2 separate regions of the Mus musculus genome follow, and region 1 is linked to region 2. Evidence: chromatin contacts called from public HiChIP or PLAC-seq data. All regions are on one chromosome and are shown on one strand. Each heading gives the region's core, a stretch centred on a gene start, on an enhancer-like site or on the middle of the called end of the contact. The rest is flanking DNA. Distances are from core to core; before and after follow the strand shown.

What was found. HiChIP or PLAC-seq counts read pairs in DNA pulled down with a chosen protein or histone mark.
Region 1: a contact with region 2 is called in an H3K27ac HiChIP or PLAC-seq map of embryonic stem cells, with 5 read pairs. The contact joins the promoter of Proca1 here to the enhancer-like site in region 2. A contact is called at or near these places in 6 of 484 Hi-C or Micro-C datasets (the AML12 cell line, bone marrow-derived dendritic cells, stem cell-derived neurons and 3 more), 4 of 115 datasets of contacts at active chromatin or transcription factors (embryonic stem cells and microglia) and 3 of 9 other capture datasets (adipose tissue, liver and pancreatic islet).

Annotation. Positions count from the first base shown.
Region 1 is chr11:78,192,050-78,198,732 of GRCm38.p6, forward strand. It overlaps Proca1 (protein interacting with cyclin A1), which reads left to right and starts at 2,653. Exons shown (of 4, transcript NM_001368876.1): 1 at 2,653-2,905. The coding sequence starts at 2,824. Rab34 (RAB34, member RAS oncogene family) reads left to right here. Exons shown (of 10, transcript NM_033475.3): 10 at 1-144.
Region 2 is chr11:78,141,570-78,148,240 of GRCm38.p6, forward strand. It overlaps Fam222b (family with sequence similarity 222, member B), which reads left to right. Exons shown (of 3, transcript NM_145430.3): 2 at 1,524-1,645. The coding sequence starts at 1,564. Among named protein-coding and RNA genes, the nearest start is that of Traf4, 21 kb to the right of the region's middle. Within about 2 kb of position 5,257, at least 36 of the 459 cell types and tissues checked have an H3K27ac peak or open chromatin away from gene starts, as enhancers often do. A contact at or near this core is called in embryonic stem cells, where this site is marked.

The DNA of each region.
Region 1 (6,683 bases), core at 1,403-3,902, 48 kb after region 2:
CTCTGGGGCTCTCCAGGGTGCCTGGTGAGGGGCAGTGTTCTTGCTGCTTTTGCTCAGCCTGCTGGGCCTTTCATGTATAAAAATGCTTAATGATTTTAGCCTTACACTGTGCCTTATGCATTAAAGTCCATTATTAGCATTTTCTTTCTTTCTTTAAAGATTTATTTATTTTATGTATATGAGTACACTGTAGCTATCTTTAGACACACCAGAAGAGGGCATCAGATCCCATTACAGATGGTTGTGAGCCACCATGTGGTTGCTGGGAATTGAACTCAGGACCTTTGGAAGAGTAATCAGTGCTCTTAACCGCTGAGCCATCTCTCCAGCCCCGTTATTAGCATTTTCTAGGCTGGAGTCCTTACTAGAGATAATAGGTGTAGTGGGGGCATGTAGCGATTTGGGGATTGGAGCCCCTATGGGGATTCTGTTCATTCCTGGCTCCTAAAACAGGGCTCACACTGGCTGACGTCTCAGAGATCAGGTTTTGGAGACTAACTATATCTTCTAGATTCTCTGGGTTAAAATCTGAGTAACTACCCTTTCCTTGCTGTTTTCTTTCCTCTCTGTCTCCCTCTCCCTTTCTTCTTGAGGTAGGGTCTCTTGTAGGCCAGCCTGACCTCAAAATTACCATGTACCTAAGTATTGTGTGACTGTGTCCCTAGAGAGACAATCTATTTGTCCCAGATAGAGAACTGATGGTAGACTAAAGGATACATATCTAAGTCCAACTTGGAGAAGCAATGAGTTTAATTGGGTTACTTACAGGGATATGGGTGAGGGGCTGCGTACAGAAGCAGAAATGACTCAAAGACGGCTGCATCACCGAAAGCCACTCCAGTATGAGTGACAGTTTATGAAAGCTGGAAATGAGGAGCACACTGCACAGCCTGCGGACAACTGGGCAGATCAGAGGGGCTTCCAGCCAGCTCAGCTTGTCTGAGAGTGTCTCTCAAGCAGTCCTGACTGCTTAAATATGCTTGGGGGAGAAGGGGTCTAGTACACCTGCTCAGTTTCAGGGATTTCCTGAAGCCTTTGAGTTGTTTACTTCCTGAGCTTAAGGAACTTTCCTGAAGGGGAGAATGTTTGATCTCCCTGCAGAACCGGCTGTGTGACCTTTCTATCATGAAACACTCAGAATTCTGAATAGGACTTTGGGTTATGATCCTCCCCAGAAATCCTTCACTGCACTTTCTGTACTACAGGAGCCAGGCCACTGGTACAGACACTTCTGGCTCAGTCCCAAGTCCTGTAACCAACACATATGACATCATTAACAACAGGGTCTTACCATTCAGTTTTGGAATGTTGCTGACAGCAGTGGTAAATAGCCCTATTGTTCTAGAGGCTTCCCTGACCAGCAACTCTAAGGAAGTAATCCACCCTTACTACTAGGGGGTTATATTTATTTATTTTTGAAACAGGGTTTCATGGTCAGCCCCAGGTGACCTGAAACTCAGAGATCTGCCTGCCTCTGCCTCCCAACAAAGGCACACAGGCCCATGCCACCACATCCGGCTTTCTCCCCTACCCCCCCCCCTCTTTTTTTTTTTTGAGTCCTGATCTTGGCTCTCCTGGAGCTCACGATGAAAATCAAGCTGGCCTCGAACTCAGAGATCTACCTGCAAGTGTGTGGATTAAAGGCAAACATCACCATGGCCAGCCTATCCTCTGCTTTTTGAGGTACACCTATTCTGGCTTTGGAAGCTGATTGGAGGTAAACTGAGAGATGTGACGTGAGGGATATCTGTGAAGCAGCTCTCATTCATTCACATCGTCTTGTACAGAGTTGGTTAACCCAGTGTGCATGTGAGAAGTCACCTCAATACTCAGTTCTCCCAGGGGCCTGCCCGAATGTGTAGTCCCATGAGGTGCATGTATAGGACAGTTGCACATATACTTTTTTGTTTTGTTTTGTTTTTGTTTTTCGAGACTGGGTTTCTCTGTGTAGCCCTGGCTGTCCTGGAACTCTCTCTGTAGACCAGGCTGGCCTCGAACTCAGAAATCAGCCTGCCTCTGCCTCCCGAGTTGCTGGGATTAAAGGCGTGCGCCACCACCACCCCGCACACATGTACTTCTTATGTTAGATCTGTGTAGACTTTTGGCGTCATCGTGTGTGATATACGAGTGAAGTGTGGACGCTGTGTTTGAGCAACGTGAAGGTTTCCTACTGGGATGGAGTTACCACGAATGTAAGTCACCTTACTTTCTCAACAGGAAAATAGGGCACTGTGGGGCCTAGGGATTGGGAGGAAATCTGAAGGGTAGATCTGAGGGGGATGGGTCTGGCGATCCGGGGTTAGGGGGCTTTAGGGTGTACTATACACAGTGGAGGAGGGACTTGTCACCAAGGAGACGCAAAGCCAGGATACCTGCAAGGACATACGTTCATGAAGATTGGTCCCTGGCTAACCTCCAGAAGGCGTGGCGGTCCTGGTGCTAGAGCTTGAATTTGGAAGGGGCGGGGCCAGCAACTGTTGTGGGCGGGGCTCTGGGCTAGAGTTTTCTAGAAGCAGGGACCAGCAAGGTGCTAAGTATGGGACTGAGTGCTGGGTCTGTAAGGTAAAGGTAAAAGCCCGTACTGGCGTTAAGGGTGTGACGAAGGGACTGGAAGGAGCTGGAGATCCCGGATGAAGAACCCGACTGACGCTTAGACCCGGGCTGGAAGACCTGAGGGGGGGAGGCGGGCGGGGGGTTGGGCAAGCATGAGGCGGAGCTAGGGGCTGGACTGGAGCTTACAGCTGGGCCGAGGGCTCGACCAAGCTGAGGTTCAACGTTGAACTCTGCGAGGTAGGGTCCTGTGGAAGAACTGGGCTGACAGCGATGTGGGTCAGGACGACAATAACGGTTAAAAGATGGACTGAGGAAAGGTCTGGCCGCAAAATTGAGAGAACCGAGAGAACTGGTAAGGGGCGGGGCAGAAGGATGGGGGCGTGGCTGGGCGTGGCTCTGGAAGTTTGCTTGACTTGGCTTCCTCCCGACCCAGGCTCAGCTCTTGAGCATTAGGCTGCAACCTCTGGCCTGGGCTACCGCCCCAAAGGCGCTAGGGTTCGGTAGAACCCTTGGCCCAATGCTCATCTGGGCTCCAGGGCTGGGCGGCCAGTTCCATTGACCTTGAGGGTGGGAAAGCGTCTGAGTATTCCACAAGTGACATCATAATCACCTCCAAGTGCCTAGCTAGGAGACATTTCCCAGAACAGGGCTCACTGGCCTCTCTTGCACTCTCCTCTCTCTCTCTCTCTCTCTCTCTCTCTCTCTCTCGCTCTCGCTCTCTCGCTCTCTCGCTCGCTCTCTTTCTCTCTCTCTCTCTCTCTCTCGCTCTCTCGCTCTCTCGCTCTCTCGCTCTCTCGCTCGCTCTCTCGCGCTCTCTCGCTCTCGCTCTCTCTTCCTTTTTCTTTCTTTCTTCCCTCCACACACCTTTTGTTTTGTTTTGTTTTGTTTTTTCGTTTTTTTTCGGGACATGGTTTCTCTGTATAGTCTTGGCTGTCCTGGAACTCACTCTGTAGACCAGGCTGGCCTTGAACTCAGAAATCCCCCCTGCCTCTGCCTCCCAAGTGCTGGGACTAAAGGCATGCGCCACCACTGACCGGCTTTTTTTTTTTTTTTTTTGTCCCTCCACACACATTCTTTTGGCTGCTCTAGTGCCTGTCCTCTGGGCCTCAAAGGAAGGGAGGGGTTTTGCAGGATAAGGAGGATCCTCTACAAATAAATGTGCATTTTGAGTTAGGTCCCTGCTACCTGTCCCAACGAAGAGACCACATGCTTTTCTCTTCCTTTCAAGCTATTACCATCTTCATTCTGCCACAGGAGCTCTGGACCGACTGCCTTGATCACCGCTCCCCTCTGTCCTCTTTGGACAAAGAGGCAGACTATCTCTCCAAATCCCACTTCTCGTTGATCCTTCCTGTTTTCCCTCCCAAACAGCTGATGTTGTCAACATCTATTAGGAGTATTAGTGGAAGGCAAACAGGCTTCAGCCTTGCATAAAGCCTGCTAGAGTGACAGGAGGAAAGGAGTCCAGTGCAGTTTGAGCCTGGCCTAGGCACAGGCCTTTACTGGAATAGCTTTAGGATTTGAGCGCCACAGGGGAGGCCCTGCATCAAGATCAAAGAAAGGAAATCAGAAGTGAGGAATCCGCAAGGTGGGGATTAAAAGCAAATGTTTTGGGGGTGACAACTGGATAAGGCAGGAGCTGAATCTAGTTTCAGGGCTTGGCCTTGGAGCTGTGGCATAGGGTACTTAGCTTAGGATATGTGTCTCCTTAGCCAGCAAGGCACACTGGCTTGGGAGCCAAGAAGACCAGCTTTTCTGCCTCTGCTGTCACCTTTCATCCTGAGCAAATTACTTAGTCACTCTGGGTCAGGGTCCCTCAATAAACAATTTAGAATCAAAGTCATACTTTAAAAGCCCACCGTAGGGTCCAGCATTGTGAAAGTGTATATCCTGGGAGATTATCTCCCCCATTACAGCTCACAGGAGTGCTAGGAGCTGGGCTTCCAGCTTACATGTAAGAGTGCTTGCTTAGCGTGTGTGAGGCCCTGGAGCTGACTCCTAGACACTTCCTCCAAAACAGCCCCAGTCAAAATAAATAAAGTAAGCAGAATGGCTCATGTCAGTCATTCCTGTACTTGGGAGGCTAAGGCAGGATTTACCATAAATTCAAGGCCAGCCTTGGGCTATATGAGGAATTCTAGGCCAGCCTATGGCTTTGTGAGATAGTCTCGAAAATAAATATATAAAAAGATAAAACACAGTACCCAGGTTTGAACCTGGCATTTATGTATTTCCAAGGGACATTGAATGTATACACTCAGTCAACCAACAATGACTGAGCAAGTTCCATGGCTCTGAGCATATAAGTAAATGCAGGAATGTCACAGTTCTAGAACTATGGCAGCAGGTCCATAGGCACATACAACACACAATTCCACTTGGACAGTACTGGGGTTAGTCTGCTGCAAGGCCTTGCTGTGTAGCCCAAGCTAGCCCTGTGTCAGCACACCGAGTTCTGGGATTACAGCTGTGTGCCATTATGAGCAACAGCATTTTCCCAGAGTTGAGCAGATAAAACATGGGAGAGAGAGAGAGAGGCAGGGGAGACAGATGGTCATGAGAGGTGGCAAGAACGCTCGGTGAGGGAAGGGCCTAGGTCCTGGCTCCTAAGGGCATGAGAAAAGGTCCACACTTCATTCTGAAGAACAGATGGAAGCAAGGCCTGGTGGCCTATGACGTCACTTCCGGCACATGGCAGGCAGGAGTAAAAGATGTAGAGAGCAGTTAGAATTCTATAAAACTCAACTTGACTGTATGATGAATGATAAGTTATTTCTCTGCTACTGGTCAAATGAGTCAGTTTAAATCATATTAGACTATATTAAAGGCAGGTTTATTGGGAAGCTGCTCTTGGGCAAATTCACAGGCCCTAAGGATTGAGGCCAGGGGAGGCGCCATGGGGAGGACAGGGGGGAAGGAAGAGGCGGGAGAGAAGGAGGAGGAAGAGGAGGAGAAGATCAAAATGTCTGGACTACAAAGGGAAGAGGCTCCGAGGAAAGGGCAGCCCAGCCCCTGGGCTGGAAAATTTTGGGTCAAGGGCAGGGTAAACCAGGTAGGGACTGAGGGATGCTGGGAGAACCTGGAGGCCAGGTCTGCTTTGATAAGTAAAACATGCACCCAGGTCCTAGTCCCTGGGTCTGAAACCAGACAGAGGAGTGAAGAAAGGTAGGACCAGAGAGATCAGGCAGGAAGTTATGACTGCATCCTAGCTAGGTCAGAGAGAATGGAGGGTTAGCTTTAATCCCAGCACTCAGGAGGCAGAGGCAGGTAGTCTGCCCAGACAGGGCTATACAGGAAGCCTCTACCTCAAAAGCAACAAACAAATTTCTAGTTGAAATGTCTGCTGCTTTCTATAAAAAGGATCAACTACAATAAATGCACAGGTGGCAAGGTGACAGGTGTGCACAGGACATAGTTTATTTAAGACAATTTGGAGCTGGGCAGTGGTGGCGCATGCCTATAATCCTAGCACTTTGGGAGGCAGAGGCAGGTGGATTTCTGAGTTCGAGGCCAGCCTGGTCTACAGAATGAGTTCCAGGACAGTCAGGACTACACAGAGAAACCATGTCTAGAAAAAACAAAACAAAACACAAAACAAAACAAAACACAAAACAAAACAAAACAAGACACTTTGGGAAAGCCAGGCTGTGGTGGCGGCACACACCTTTAATTCCAGCACTTTGAAGGTAGAGAAGCAGGCAGATGTTGAGTTTGAGGCCAGCCTTTGAGTTCCAGGACAGCCAGGGCTCTAGGGCTATACAGAGGAACCCTGTTTTTCTTTCTCTCCTTTCTTTCTTTCTTTCTTTCTTTCTTTCTTTCTTTCTTTCTTTCTTTCTTTCTTTCTTTCTTTCTTTCTTCCTTCCTTCCTTCCTTCCTTCCTTCCTTCCTTCCTTCCTTCCTCTCTCTATTTCTCTCTTTAAGATTATTTATTTTTATTTATATGAGTACACTATAGCTGTCTTCAGACACATCAAGAGAGTGGATCAAATCCCATTATAGATGGTTGTGAACCATCATGTTGTTGCTGGGAATTGAACTCAGGACCTCTGGAAGAGCAGTCAGAGAGAGAGAGAGAGAGAGAGAGAGAGAGAGAGAGAGAGAGAGAGGGAGAGGGAGAGAGGGAGAGAGAG
Region 2 (6,671 bases), core at 4,007-6,506:
AAAAGAGCCCAGCATTCATACGGGGGGAAGGGTGTAAACAATATCTCAGCCCTTTGACTCCAGCAGAAGGTGCTACAGCTGGCACTTTGTTCTTTTGAACCTGCTCCGGAGGTCCCGGAACTCTGGGACTCATTGAACCATTGGGTCTCAGTTCTTTCTATAGCTGCTGCCCTAGACACAGTTTAAGCAGCCTCTTTCAGGTGGTCCTGAGCTGTCAGATACTTGTCAGCACCAGGTCGTCTCCATTGGTGTTTGAGCTGGCCCTGCTCGCTCTTGTGAACTGAAGCTATAGTGTATACTACCTTGACCAATAGGTTCTGTAGTATTGGGAAGGAAGTGTATGCATTCTTATCATAGTCTGCTTATTTGAGAACAACGTATTCCTGGTGCACAAGGAAGACTTGGCAGAACCCCCCTCACTACGGCAGGACTACTGGGCCGTGTATACATGCTGTTGGTGAGCACCTCAGAGTGAAGAGTGCTGGTGGCAGGCAGCCTGTCGCCTCTTGCCTCACTCCAGCAGCAGCGTTTCCCTACTAGGAACAGTAAGGTTAATGGTATAATAGATAGTAGGAAAGAAGTATTCAGAGTCCACAAGTGGAATTTGCTGCTAAACATGATGGTGCAGGCCTTTAATTCCAGCACTCAAAGGTAGGTAGGTGGATCTGAGCTGGAGGCCAGCCTGGTCTGCAGAGTGAGTTCCCAGACAGCCAGGGCTACACAGAGAAACCCTGTCTTGAAGACTATGGGGGTAGGGGTGGTAGGACTTTGTGTGGCAGTTATTAATTTTGTGTCCTAGATTGATTTATACAGATGGCATGTCTGTAATCTCTGCACTCAGGAAGTTGAGGCAGAAGGATCACCAGTTTGGGACTCAGTGTGGGCTCCGTTGCACAAAACAAAAAACAAACCCAAACCATGAGGTCAGAGTTTGGGCACAGGTGTCTGCAAGCTGTGCTGTGCTTCTAGCAGCACCTGACTGCCCTGACCTCCAGTAAGGACTGCAGACTGAGCTAAGCTCTCAAGTCTCCTGTGCGTGCGGGGGCTTTACAAGTGTGGCTGTGTTTCTAATTATTTATGTGAACAAATATTTGCCAATTTTTATTTCTCCCACCCACACATGTACTGGCTGCAGTATCATTTTTGCTGTATTAATAGTCGAGAGAGAATTGCTGCTCAGACAGAAATTCTTTTTTTTTTTTTTTTTTTTTAGATTTATTTATTTATTATATGTAAGTACACTGTAGCTGTCTTCAGACACTCCAGAAGAGGGAGTCAGATCTTGTTACGGATGGTTGTTAGCCACCATGTGGTTGCTGGGATTTGAACTCTGGACCTTCGGAAGAGCAGTCGGGTGCTCTAACCCACTGAGCCATCTCACCAGCCCCAGACAGAAATTCTTAATTAACTTGCTCACCTGCCCATACTTGGCCCTCTGCTGCTCATATTGAAAGCCCCTGTCCCTTCCTTGAAAGAGCTGCCCTGTATTCTCTGACCTTGTTTTGCCCCATTGTTCATTACAGTGTGAGCCACTGCTTCATGTTGTGCTGATGCTGGTCTGCCATGCTAGCCTGTCTCCCAGGACCAGGTGACCTGTCCCTTCAGCTTCTTTCTCACACGCAGATGAACACTGGACTTCAGAAATGTAAGTAGTCGGGATTCCAGGGAAGGGTGTGTGAACCTGTGCTCTGTCCTATATGAGGGCTGCCCACATCACATCTGTGGTGCATGGACCATGAATCTTGGTATTTCCAAAGTATTCATGAGCTGAGATGCAGGACAGCAGCCACAAAGGCCCTATCTTCAGTAGTGTGCGATACTTTGGTGATCAGAGAACTCAAATGCTGCAGTTCCCAGTGTGTGTGAACTAACCTGTTACTGGCAAGAGCTTTAGTGGATATGCCACAGGACCCTTCAAAGAAGGCTTTCTCTTTGAACCCTGTGAGGAGCTGAATGAAACTCATTGTCCAGCTCACTTTTGTGCCCCTGAAATAGCTATTCACACTGTTGGTGATTTTTTGATCTCTGCATACACTCTGCCATGGAAACAGACAGTCCTGGGTGTTGCTGTCTGCCCTCTGAGCCAGTGTGACTTTTGCTCTCAGAAGTGAGGCAGCTCTTGCCCTCAGGACTCAGGAACCCGCTTGCTCGGCTTCTCCAGGAGTATTTGTCCACCAGTGTACTTGCCCCCTGATGAGCCTCTAAGAACTGGCAGGTTTCTGTACTGATTTTTGTATTAAATTGGAGCATTATAGTTCCTACATTTCTGTGCCTGCAGTACATGAAACACAAGGAAAATAACTCTTTAACCCTAACTCACTCTTACAGGTATAGTGTCTAAATGTAACAAATGCTGCAGTTCCTAGTGTGTGTGAGCTAACCTGTGACTGGCAAGAGCTTTAGCGGATATGCCACATGACCCTTCAGCCCTGAATTCATTCGGAATAAACCTTTTAGAGCAAAAAGGGACAGTGGGTGGGACAGTGGGTGGGGCAGGTGGGACTTTCCTTCAACAGTTCTGCACTTTACCCGAGGCCTTCATGGCAGCCGTTAGCAAACTTTTTCTGGAAGTGTCAGAAAGCCATTATTTCTAGCTTTGTGGGCAACAGTCTGTTGCAGCTACTCAGCTCTTCCATGGTTGACCAAAGGCAGCCATAGACAACATGGGAACTGACTATTGTAGTTTTGTGTCAGTAGAATTTTCTACAAAAGCACACTACAGCTACACTTAGCAAGCAGCTCATGAATAGTTTGCTGTGAGACTTCAACAGTTAAAAATAGTCTAGTCTTATAGGGTGTAGTGGTATAGGCCTGTAAAACCAGCTACCTGAAAGGATGAGGCAGGAAGGTCACGAGTTCAAGGCCATCCTAGGCAGCTTAGCTCTTGGACCCTATATAAAAATAGAAATAGATGCTAGTCCCAGTACTCTGGACATAGAAACAGGCGGATCTCTGAGTTCCAGGACAGTCAAGGCTACACAGGGAAAGACAAAAATAAAAATAAATAAATAAGTAAAAATAGAGCCAGACATGGTGGCACACAACTTAAACCTCATTTTTTTGGGAGGGAGAAATAGGCAAATATCTGAGTTTGAGGCCAGCCTGGTCTACATAGCAAGTTCCTGCAAGTTCCTGGCTGGGGAAGACCACAGAATGAAACCCCAGCTGTCTGTCTTCTGACATACACACACACACACACACACACACACACAGATAGAAACTGGTCAGTGGTGGCACATGCCTTTAATCCTAGCACTCAGAAAGCAGAGGCAGGCAGATCTCTGAGTTTGAGGCCAGCCCGGCTTAAAAGCAAATCCAGGACAGCCAAGGCTGGTTACACTGAGAAATCCTGTCTTGAAAAATAACAACAACAAAAAGGTAAAAATAGAATTGGAGCTGAGGGTATAGCTCAGTTTGACTGAGTGTGTGCTTAGCTTGCACAAAGCCCTGGGTTTGATTCCAGCACTGAATACAGCAGACATATTGGCACAGACCTGTAATCTCAGCACTTGGGAGATAGAGGCGAGAAGACTAAAAGTTCATGGTCTCCTTGGGGTATATGAAACCCTGTATCAAAAAACAGCGGGGCTGGGGAGAGGAAGCAGTGGTTAACAACATTAACTGTCCCCTCTGAGGACCCAGGTTTGATTCTCAGCACTGACGTGGCAGCTCGCAACTTGTAACTCAGTTTCACAGCATTTGATGTGCCCTCCTCTGGCACTAAGCACAAAATGGCACACAGACATACATGCAAGGCAAAATGCCCACACACATAAAAGTATTTTTTAAAAACTCAACAACAGCAAACAACCATTTAACTTCACTTTCTTGTAGGAGCAGAAAACTCACCTTCACTAGTTAGGACTTTGTCTACTGAAGGTGACACGTTCCTTGTCATGGTTGTCTGACTCTGTAAGCAGGCCCTGCTGGACTGGCTTTGTCAAAGCCGCTTTTTCTCTGTCCTATTCCCCCTGTCTCTTTGTGATGGAAGTCCAGCCTGAGGCTTCAAAAACACTCAAAACAGCAGTCAGGTGCTCAGCTACACCCCAGCCTCATTTGTCAGAGCAGTGAATGGGCAGTAACGTTGTTTAAGTTCTGTAAGCATCCCACCGTTCTTGGCTGTGCCCTAGTCCTGGCTTCCGTGAACACACTTGTAGGCATACCATCCAATGACTCCAAGGAACGAGCTGCCCAGTGTGGGGGTGCATACCTGTAACCCCAGTGCTTGACAGGCTGGTGCAGGAGAATTTTTAGTTTAAGACCATCCTGAGCTACAGTCCAAGACTCTGTCTCAAAACCAAAACAAACCCTGGACATCTTGGCTTGGATTGGCTCTGTAGCTGCAGAGGGACATACTTGCTTAGGTGGATGTCCTCTTAGAATGTGCCATGGGGTCCCTTGCTTTGAGAATCTTCAGCTATTTAAGAACTCTGCTTATAAATTTGATTTTCTCCTGGCCTATCTTTTTACCAGGAAATGTGATTTTGATTTTTTTTCTCTCTTAGCCCCAGATCCCTGCTCACTTTCCTAGCTCAGCATCACAGGTAAAGTGGTGGCTCGTCAAAACAGTCACTGTGTGATGCCTGAGATAACCACAGGTTCTCTTTGTTGTGTTGGTTTGTTCTGTGGATGGGGGAAGGGGTTGGTTTGTTTGAGACAGACTGTCCTTGACCTCTAGATTCAGCTCTGAGAGTTGGATTACAAGTGTACATCACCATACCCAGCTAGCATGCTCCTTTTCTCTTCATTTGCTGGGTGCTGGTGTTCTGCCTGCGTGGCTATGTATCGAGGCCAGAAGGGGGCATCGGCTCCCCTGGAACTGAGTGACATGGTATCGCTAATGCTCACTGTGTGTTAGGTACTATATTACATTTTTATATGCACTATATTTGTTTGATTTAGCTTGTTGAATTTGAGCATAATTATGTCGCCCAAGATGGTCTTAAACTCTTGGGCTGCAGTGATCCTTCTTGCTAGCCTCCCAGGTCAGGTGACTGCAGGCGTGTGCCTCTGCAGCCTGCGGGTGTTGGCGCTGTGAGCTCCCAGGATCTCAGTTAGGTTTGCAAGCTTGCCCGCACAGTACGACCCTCACCTGCCAGGCCTCACTGTCACTCTTCAGTAACTCTCCATGGAAGACTCTGGCCTTTATTTATTTTTTGCTTTAATTTTCAGAGACAGCCTGTCACTCTTACAATGCTCCTACCTCAGCTGCTAGAGCGCAGAGTACAGTGTGAGTCACATATCCCATTCCTTGTTTCTTCTACACACAAGGCTTGTATACGTCACATGACTAGCCATTGCTGGGCCAGAACTCATTGGTCAGACTCCCAACCCTTCTCCCTGTAGATTCCAAGTTTCCATCACATCTCAAAACAAAAGGATAACCAGTGCAACCTCTGGAGGAAGCTGGATTTAGGAACCCCACCCACCCCTAGTTCCCTGAGTAGACAACACTGCTTTCTGTCCCACCCTGCGCTCCAGCTTAAGGTCAGGGGTCTAACATTTGCTGCTCCCATGATCAGTTTCTTTGTTCTGACTGGGCAGACTCTGCCAAACCTGCTTTTCCTGAAATAACCATAAACAGCTGTGATTCATGTTCATACCACATTTTTCCTGTTTGAGCCTCTTAATACCAGTAATTTTATAACATTAAAGCAGGTTTCATTTCTGTTGACAAGTGAGGAATCACAGAGTGTTCACTTGTTAAATGATGGCGCCAGAGTTTGACCCTAGATACAGCCCTTTTCTCTAGCCACAGATTCTCAGTTCCCTACACTGCCATGTCCATATGAAACCCATACTAGCTATTTAAGTAAGTTTTTCTTTTTCAGACAAAACTGAAAGATCTACTGTCTGTGGTTAGAGGAATTTGTTAGGCAAGTAAGGTGCCAATGCGCCTGCATGTTGGGAGAGTTGCCATAAGAATACATAACCAGCTGGGTGTGGTGGCACACGCCTTTAATCCCAGCACTCAGGAGGCAGAGGCAGTCGGATTTCTGAGTTCGAGGCCATCCTGGTCTACAGAGTGAGTTCCAGGACAGCCAGGGCTATACAGAGAAACCCTGTCTCGAAAAATCAAAAACAAACAAACAAACAAACATCACCAATAGCTGGGCATGATGGCACACACCTAAATCCTAATACTTGTTGCTAAAACCAGAAGATGATGAATAAGCCTATGCAGAACTCCATAGTGAGATCCTATCTCCAAAAATCAAATCGGAAGCTGAACATAGTAGCATGCTTCTGAAATCTAAGCCATGGCAAAAGTCAGATGTTCAAGACCAGCCTGGTGTGCATTGTGGGACCCTGTTTCAAAATATCAAATATAAATTTGATCATGGGGACACAGGCAGTACAGGCGGAAGCATCAGGATTTCAGAGTTGGCATGAGGTCCACGAGACCCAGAGAAAGAGGGAAAAGAAGAAAAATAGATGTTAACCGGGGGCTTCCCCTGCCCCAAGGGCCAAGCTTTATCTAGTATAGGGAGCGAGTGGTGTCGTATCCTAGAGTAAGGGCACCTTTGTTCAGTGTGCCACTCTCGGGGATCCCCTCAGCAGATGCTCCCAGTCCACACCCCACACCCCCCACACACATTCATTCTTCTAATTCAGCTGTTCTTTTCGCTGTCGGCATCAGTGGAAGCGTACTTCAACCCATCTTGCCACAC